Linked DNA regions of Columba livia: region 1 is linked to region 2. A link is a contact called in public Hi-C data. All regions are on one chromosome and are shown on one strand. The core of a region is the stretch at or near the end of the contact, and the rest is flanking DNA. Distances in the headings are between cores, read along the strand shown. Region 1 overlaps LOC110363812 (a long non-coding RNA gene). Region 2 overlaps HDAC4 (histone deacetylase 4).

What was found. Hi-C and Micro-C count contacts between places; a contact is called where the count stands out from the background.
Region 1: a Hi-C map of liver shows a contact between it and region 2, with 2.3 times the contacts expected there. The contact joins two enhancer-like sites. A contact is called at or near these places in 2 of 2 Hi-C or Micro-C datasets (crop and liver).

What each region holds. Positions count from the first base shown.
Region 1 is chr7:35,529,713-35,533,076 of bColLiv1.pat.W.v2, reverse strand. It overlaps LOC110363812 (a long non-coding RNA gene), which reads left to right. Exons shown (of 14, transcript XR_010473765.1): 5 at 1-3,364. Among named protein-coding and RNA genes, the nearest start is that of HDAC4, 88 kb to the right of the region's middle. Within about 2 kb of position 1,711, at least 2 of the 3 cell types and tissues checked have an H3K27ac peak away from gene starts, as active enhancers do.
Region 2 is chr7:35,282,445-35,285,798 of bColLiv1.pat.W.v2, reverse strand. HDAC4 (histone deacetylase 4) reads left to right here. Exons shown (of 27, transcript XM_065069252.1): 9 at 1,387-1,499. Among named protein-coding and RNA genes, the nearest start is that of TWIST2, 140 kb to the right of the region's middle. Within about 2 kb of position 1,873, at least 1 of the 3 cell types and tissues checked has an H3K27ac peak away from gene starts, as active enhancers do.

The DNA.
Region 1 (3,364 bases), core at 462-2,961, 250 kb before region 2:
AAGGTACTGAGAAAACTCCAAATATTACAGTCAATGGGAAGAACCCAGGAAACACAAGAGTAGCAGAAAACTGAGGCAGAGTGCACATTAAGTGCTGGGGAAGTGTTGCAAACCACTGCAGCTAATCCCACAAATGCACAACTCAGCATTTCTTCGTTTCCTCCAAGGCTGCTGGTATCAGCCATGAAATATGGAAAATATTGCACTGGATTGACTTAGGTTCGCATCAGGTCTGGCAATCTGTTTTTCTTAAGGGGGGGAAAAAATGAACACTCACACACGCTGCTACAACAATGTGAAGTATTTTCATCTTCAAGAGCCCTTCCTCTCTATCCAATGCCTTCCTTTAAAGAATGGTGCAGAAGTCAAGCAGAGCTGTGCATCATCCAGAAAGCATGCAGCACTCAACTGCGGCACTCAAGGATTCCTAGAAGCCAGCGCTACACAGGGAGAGCTAAAACAGGGGACTTGACAGCGAGCGTGCAGCTGATCCTCCCATCCGGGGAAGCAGGGCTTGGAAACAACACTGGGGGGTTGCAATCTGGCAACGCGCGCCTTCCACTCGGAGCAAGAAATGTCAAGGAGAATTAGTGAGATGACTGGAGACTTAGACTGCAATGGGAAGCAACTGCTGTTTGTAAGCAGGCTGTGACTACTCAGCCTTGCTAATCAGATTTCAGGAGATGCTCAGCTGGCTCATGCTGTAGGGTGCTCGTTGTATGTTTTGCTAACAATGCTGTGCTGTGGGTGGGGGGGGTCTGTATTTCAGTGGGAAAGGAGAAGGCTCCCCTGAGGGAGCCTGATTTAATGCCCAGAGACCTGGTTGTGTCAGTGGAGGGGGAAAAGGCTGTTTGGAAATCTGTGTATCTTGGGCATGGCTCTGATACCTGCTCTGTAGGTTATTTAAAACAAGCAAGGCAGGGCCAGATGCTCCTCTGAGCACCAGCTGTGAGCACTGAGGTTACCAAAACTCACCCTTACCTGAACAGATCTGCTGGCTGAGGGTGACCTGACAGCCTCCCCAACCTCCTGGGCAGCTGGAACCTGCCCTGATGCCGGAGCCATGGTGGTTTGGCCACGCTGGGCCTTTGCATATCAGTGCCAGGAGGAAAAGCCACCACATGCAGCGCTGGTGTGCCAGCTCCATCGCTGCTCAGCCGGTCCAGTTTGCTTCAGCCCCCCCATCCTCTCTGGAGCACGCTTTTGAGCCGAGGCACTAGAGAGCATGGAGCAGTATTTGAGCCGAGAGAAATGGAGATCCTTTGCACTGGATCAAGGCTTTAATTAGTGAAAGGTTGTGTGATTTTTGCTTGATTTGCTCGATACCAGTTCCCATGAAGAATGAAAGTTTACTTCCATTTCCCAGCTCTCTATTAAAGCAGCTTCCGTTAGCGCTGCCTGTGCTCAACTGTGCTGTATATGGCATTTCTATTTTTAGAAACCAGGGTTGCCATGACAACCCAGTGTATTTTTTGTTAAATATAGCAGCTGTTGCAGGGAACTCTTGTCCTTCTGGATGTAAAGGCTGTGTTTTTGCCCTCTGACAGAGCTCAGGGTATTAAATGCAAATGAGAAAGGATGATTAAATAAGTGGGAGCCCAGAAGAAACCGTGGATCTGTAATTACACAAAGAGGTTTTGAACGAAGCCGTGCATATCTGCTGCTGCAGAAACAGCCCTTCTGCATTAGAAATGGTGGGTGGACAGGGCCGTGAAGCTTTGCAGCGGGGTCTGTGGGCTCCTTGAGACCACCCAGCCCCTCTCTCTTGCCAGCTGGGATGCTTGCTTGCTGGCTGCCCAATCTGCCCACCTTTTGCCCATTCTGGTCTCTGATCCTTCCAGGAGAGAGTCTGGTCTTGGCTGTGCTCTCTAGGACTTGTCCCATCTAGGAAAATATATGGGGGTAGCAAATAGGTATTGCTATGAGAGCATCCCTGCGGGAAGAAAGGAATGAGCCTGTTTTGGGAAAAAGCAAGTTTTACCTCCTACCCATGCTTATAGAGCTTGAAGAAGAGGCCCGTGTTGCAGGGTGTGGGTCTGGAGCTGCATCTCCTGTTGGGTGGTGAAGAACTCAATGGAAGAAATGCTGGCCCAGGGGTGCAGCATGAGAATGCTACAAAACCATGCTGCACCCCAAATCAGCAACATGTGCAGGCTTTGGTGTTTGATGGGTTATAAACTGATTCTGCTGTTTTTGTTTGTTTGTTTGTTTTTAATTTATCTGTTAGATCTGGGGGAAGCAGCAGTGAAGGGTTTCGCTCCTGCTCCGCTCTGCCTCTGTCACTTCTTTACTGGATGGTATATGGTGCAAACATATCCCCTCAAAGGGCTGTTTTTCATCTGGGAGAAGGGAGAAGCGGGGAGTTCTCATTCTGCCGAGTTCATTTTGCAGTTGGCGCTTTGCTTTCCTATTTCGGTGAGAGCTTTACAGATTCTGTGAGCTTGGGGGGGTTCTTAGGAGTTTCTGTCAGCACAGCCTCTGCTTTGCGTTTCCATTTCAGTTTGTGTTGTGCCCGGGTGACTGCAGCAATAGCTCTGTGCACAGGGTGGGGAGCACTATCACTTGGGCCAAGGGCAATATGTCAGCTGGGAGATGGATATCTTGTTTTTAATTAGCTGGTCTTTGCCTCATTAAATGCAAAAGGAAAGTTAGTGAACAGAAGATACACAGCAGAGTTTAGGGTCTTTGAAAGTTTCTTTAAAAAGCAGCCACAACAACAAACAAATAAAGAACCAGAGTTAAACCAGCTTGATTTTAAAATGTCCATGGAGGTCACTGTGACCAAGACTTTGAACAGGAATAACATATCTCTGGGGTTCTTATCTGTTCCCTGAGCTATCATGAGCAGCATCTATTGCTGGGGATATTATTGCTTTTCTGAATTTAATAGCATAAACATTGCTTATGCAAGCAGAACACTGCAGGGGAAGGGATCTCCTCTCACACACTGCCGAGCTGCTTCTGTGGACACAGGGTCTTGGGTTTGCCCTGCTGCCTCCTCCCTGCACCCTCCAGGAGCTTAACCCTGTGTGTGGTCCAGATCTTCAACCAACGCTGCAAGGTGATTTGGATGGGTGGGGGATTTTGAGGAGTCAGGGATTTAGGAGGCAGTAGGATGGAGTCAGATGCCGGCTATGCTACCGACTGCCTGCTGGAGTCCATCCTGATCCCTCTGCAGAGCTGGAGCCTGTTTCCACATGTGATAGACCATCTTCCTTTAGCTGAGGGCATAAATGTGGGGGTCATCCCCAAGGAAGTGCTGCCTGTAATGAAGGAAGGACAAAGGGAAAGGCTGCCACATCGAATTTGGAGACTTCTTTGCATCCTTCAGGGAATATGTTGTCAGATGTTTCTGGCCCAGAAA
Region 2 (3,354 bases), core at 624-3,123:
TTATCTTTAAAAATCCCCCAAACTGTAACAATTGGCTTTTATTTCTACTGGGGCATCCTAGAGCAATTATGAGACTGCTGCAGCTTGAACCATTGCAGCCACTGGGAGATTCTTCAGGCGTTGGGCTTGGGGAGGAGGAAAAGTTTTAATGTTATTTACCTTCCAAAATAAAAGGAGAAACACTGCAAGCTGTACCATACACCAGGTGAGAAATCTTCCGAGGAAAGTTTTCTGCCTGTTGCAATTTCATGTGCTCTTTCTGTTTGTTGTTATTTCTGTATCATTAAGGGAAGGACTTTGATTTCAGGCTGGTCTCCTCTGTGGTTCTGGTTAGTGAGTTCATAGGGAACATCTTGATAAAATATACAAAGCTGAGAGGATTTTCTGAGCGGTCAGGTGATAACAGAATTATTTGGGGGGATTAACTTTGCCTTGAGTCTTCCCAATGAGAAAGTGATTTACTCCCTGAGTGAAGAAGACTTACAAAACAAAAAAAAAAGCAGTGATTTGAAACAGATTTACTGTTTTGGACCGTGTAGAGTTTTGCCTGATTTTTGTAAAATGTGCTCAGCTATGACCACAGCCAATTGTCTGTCGCATCCCACGTCACTCAGATAGCTTTTAAATGTCTTAAAATGATTTAATTTGCCATCCTGGCAAAATATCATCCTCCTCAGTCAGTCCCCAGGTGCTTTTTGGGAGCTGTTGTGCTGTGCGAAGGGCAGCTCAAGAGAGGTCATGTTTCTCGGAGGACCCAGCACAGTGTGGGCTCTTCCCAAGTGATGGGGACAAGGACATCACACGTGGCCACTCGCCTGCACTGGAACATCTCGGTGCTTTTTTGGAAAAAAAGCAGAGGTCAGCTCTCATAGACGATCAGCGTGAGGGCTCAGTGCTGGCGGCGTATTTCCAGTAAATCCAGATGCACCAGAAGCCTGCATGGGAAAATGTCAGCGCTGAGATGGTTCTCTGTTTTTTCCAGCGTGGAGTCTGATGCAATAGGTGGCGAGAGGGTGTTGTTAGGGTTATAGGCTAAAGAGGGTGAGAGAAGGACTTCTAGAAAAATGAAGCAGGACAGTCTTCCAGTTTGGCCTCTTCAAGCCTTCCATGTCTTTTATTATCTTCCAATCATATTTAAAGCTATTTATAGACTATAAGAGAAATCCCCTTGAGGAGAAGACATAAATATGGTAAGTAGGTACTTGGACAGACCATTTGAAAGTGTTTGTTAGTTATTTAAGAGCCCTGGGAAGATTTAGGGGGGACAATGGGGAGGAGGAGGATTGCTTTCCTGCAAAACAAAATTCTCAAGGGGTTGTTATCTCTCTAAATACCATCGCGGAGATTGTTTGTAACGCTAAAAGTTGGTTTTGGATGTGTTTTTAGACTCTGCATGCAACAGTGCTCCTGGATCTGGTCCCAGCTCTCCAAACAACAGCTCCAATAACATAAGCGCCGAGAATGGAATTGCAGGATCAGTCACGAGTATTCAAGCAGAGGTACAGAGCCCTTCCTCACTCTGATTTTTAATGCTTGGGTTTCTAATCAGTTTTTGCAGAGTTTTAGGAATTTAGGCTCACAAACTGGCGCACAACACACTAAAAGAAAAGAGCCCAGATCGTGACTTGGAGAGGACTTTGGGAATTACCTCTCAATCTGGGCTGACAGGATGTGTTATCTGTTTATTAAATCTAGTTTGAGCCAGCTCACAAGCTGCTTGTGGTAACTTGTAGTGGTTTTGTTGTGAGGAGAGAGTAAAAATAAAGTGATTAGCAAGGTAAAGCTTGAAGATAGTTTCCTGGTCAAATGCACGTATTTTAAAATTTGGGTAATCTGTTCTCATATATCATATATAGGATGAATTTGTTCTGCACAGTAGGTTAGTCTAAATATGACCAAACAAGAACTGGATTAAAAGGGGCCAGTTTAACCTTTTCCTCTCCACTTAGGGATTTGAAGGGTTGGTGCCTGATGCCATTTGCTAGTTTATAAGCTTATGAGCTTTCACAATCACTTGAGGCATCTGCTGTGGGTGTCAAGGGCAGGGTGTTGGGCTGGGTAAACTGGGGTTTGGCTCAGCACAGCAGCTCCCGTGTCCAGGGTTACTGACACCCACCTTTTTCTAAGGGCAGATTTTGGGGTGTGTGCCATGTTAACTGACTCCCACTATAAACCTCGCATGTAGAAAACCGGTGCGGTTGTGTAATGTTCCTGGGGCATTTCTTTTTATCCCGCTTACCATTAGCTGTTCTCCCCATGAATGTGGTGTCTGTCTTAACATCAGGACTGTTAAAACAGGCCTGGGCTTGTTCTCCCCAAATTGTCATTTAGAATTGAAAAGGGCTTCTGATGGTATAAATGTAAGCCCTTATTGCTTTCTAGTTTTGTAAAGATTTTCACTTTATTTTTGTTTCTAATGTAGTGAAACAACATTTAATATGGGGAATATGCCTCTACTCCACCCTCTCCCATTCCAACACACGTCTCCATCCACTATAGTCTACTGCAGACCTTACAAGATTTAGGCAATTATTGTAAGGATTAAGATGGTGTAAGGTGGAGTCTTCACTTGACACTGGCAGCAGAAGCTGCTGCAGAGAGACGTGGCTCTTGCAGCAGAGCTGGGAAAAGGTCTCTTATGTACAGGGTCATTTATTTGGTTTGCAGAACTGAAGACCAGCTGAGCCGAGGGCACATTTTGGGTCCATTTGTGTCAGCCCCAGGGGGACAAGCGCTGCGTTACCGGTTTTGCTGATCCACGAGCTGTCAGTCCTGTCTATACTTAGCAAACTGCAAATCCTCAGTTACTGCTCATGGAAAAACTAGAGGATTTAACAGTTTATTGTGATATAAACAGAGCAGACAGCTTCCCGCAAGTCAGTGTTAGCTCATGCAGGTGAATGGGAAGCTGTAGTACTCTCCTTAACCATTTTATTTTTCAGCTAAATAATTTGAGCTAATCACCCGTGGCTAAACCACCAATACCTAATAAAATGGACACAGAATATAAGAAGAACTCTTTTCATCAGCTGCTTGTAATGCAGCGATTTTGTAACTTGGGCTGAGACAATTTGGAGAAAAATCCCTGTACTGCCAGAGCTTTTCCCTGGGAGTTGTCTTTGCCTCTTTTCCAACTGTACTGCAGTGGGCAATTCACAGCGATGCCGCAGGAAAGAAGCATGTTCATCCAGAATTTTTAAAAGAGCAACATTAGATGCACCATCTCCAAACAACCTATGCAAAAGGGAGGAACAAAAACAAAATGTAGTTTGAATTTCCCTGAAAATAATGTCATGAACGTCAAATGAAAATATGAAAATAATAAGGTTCTTTTCACCTTTTTATAATTTTTGG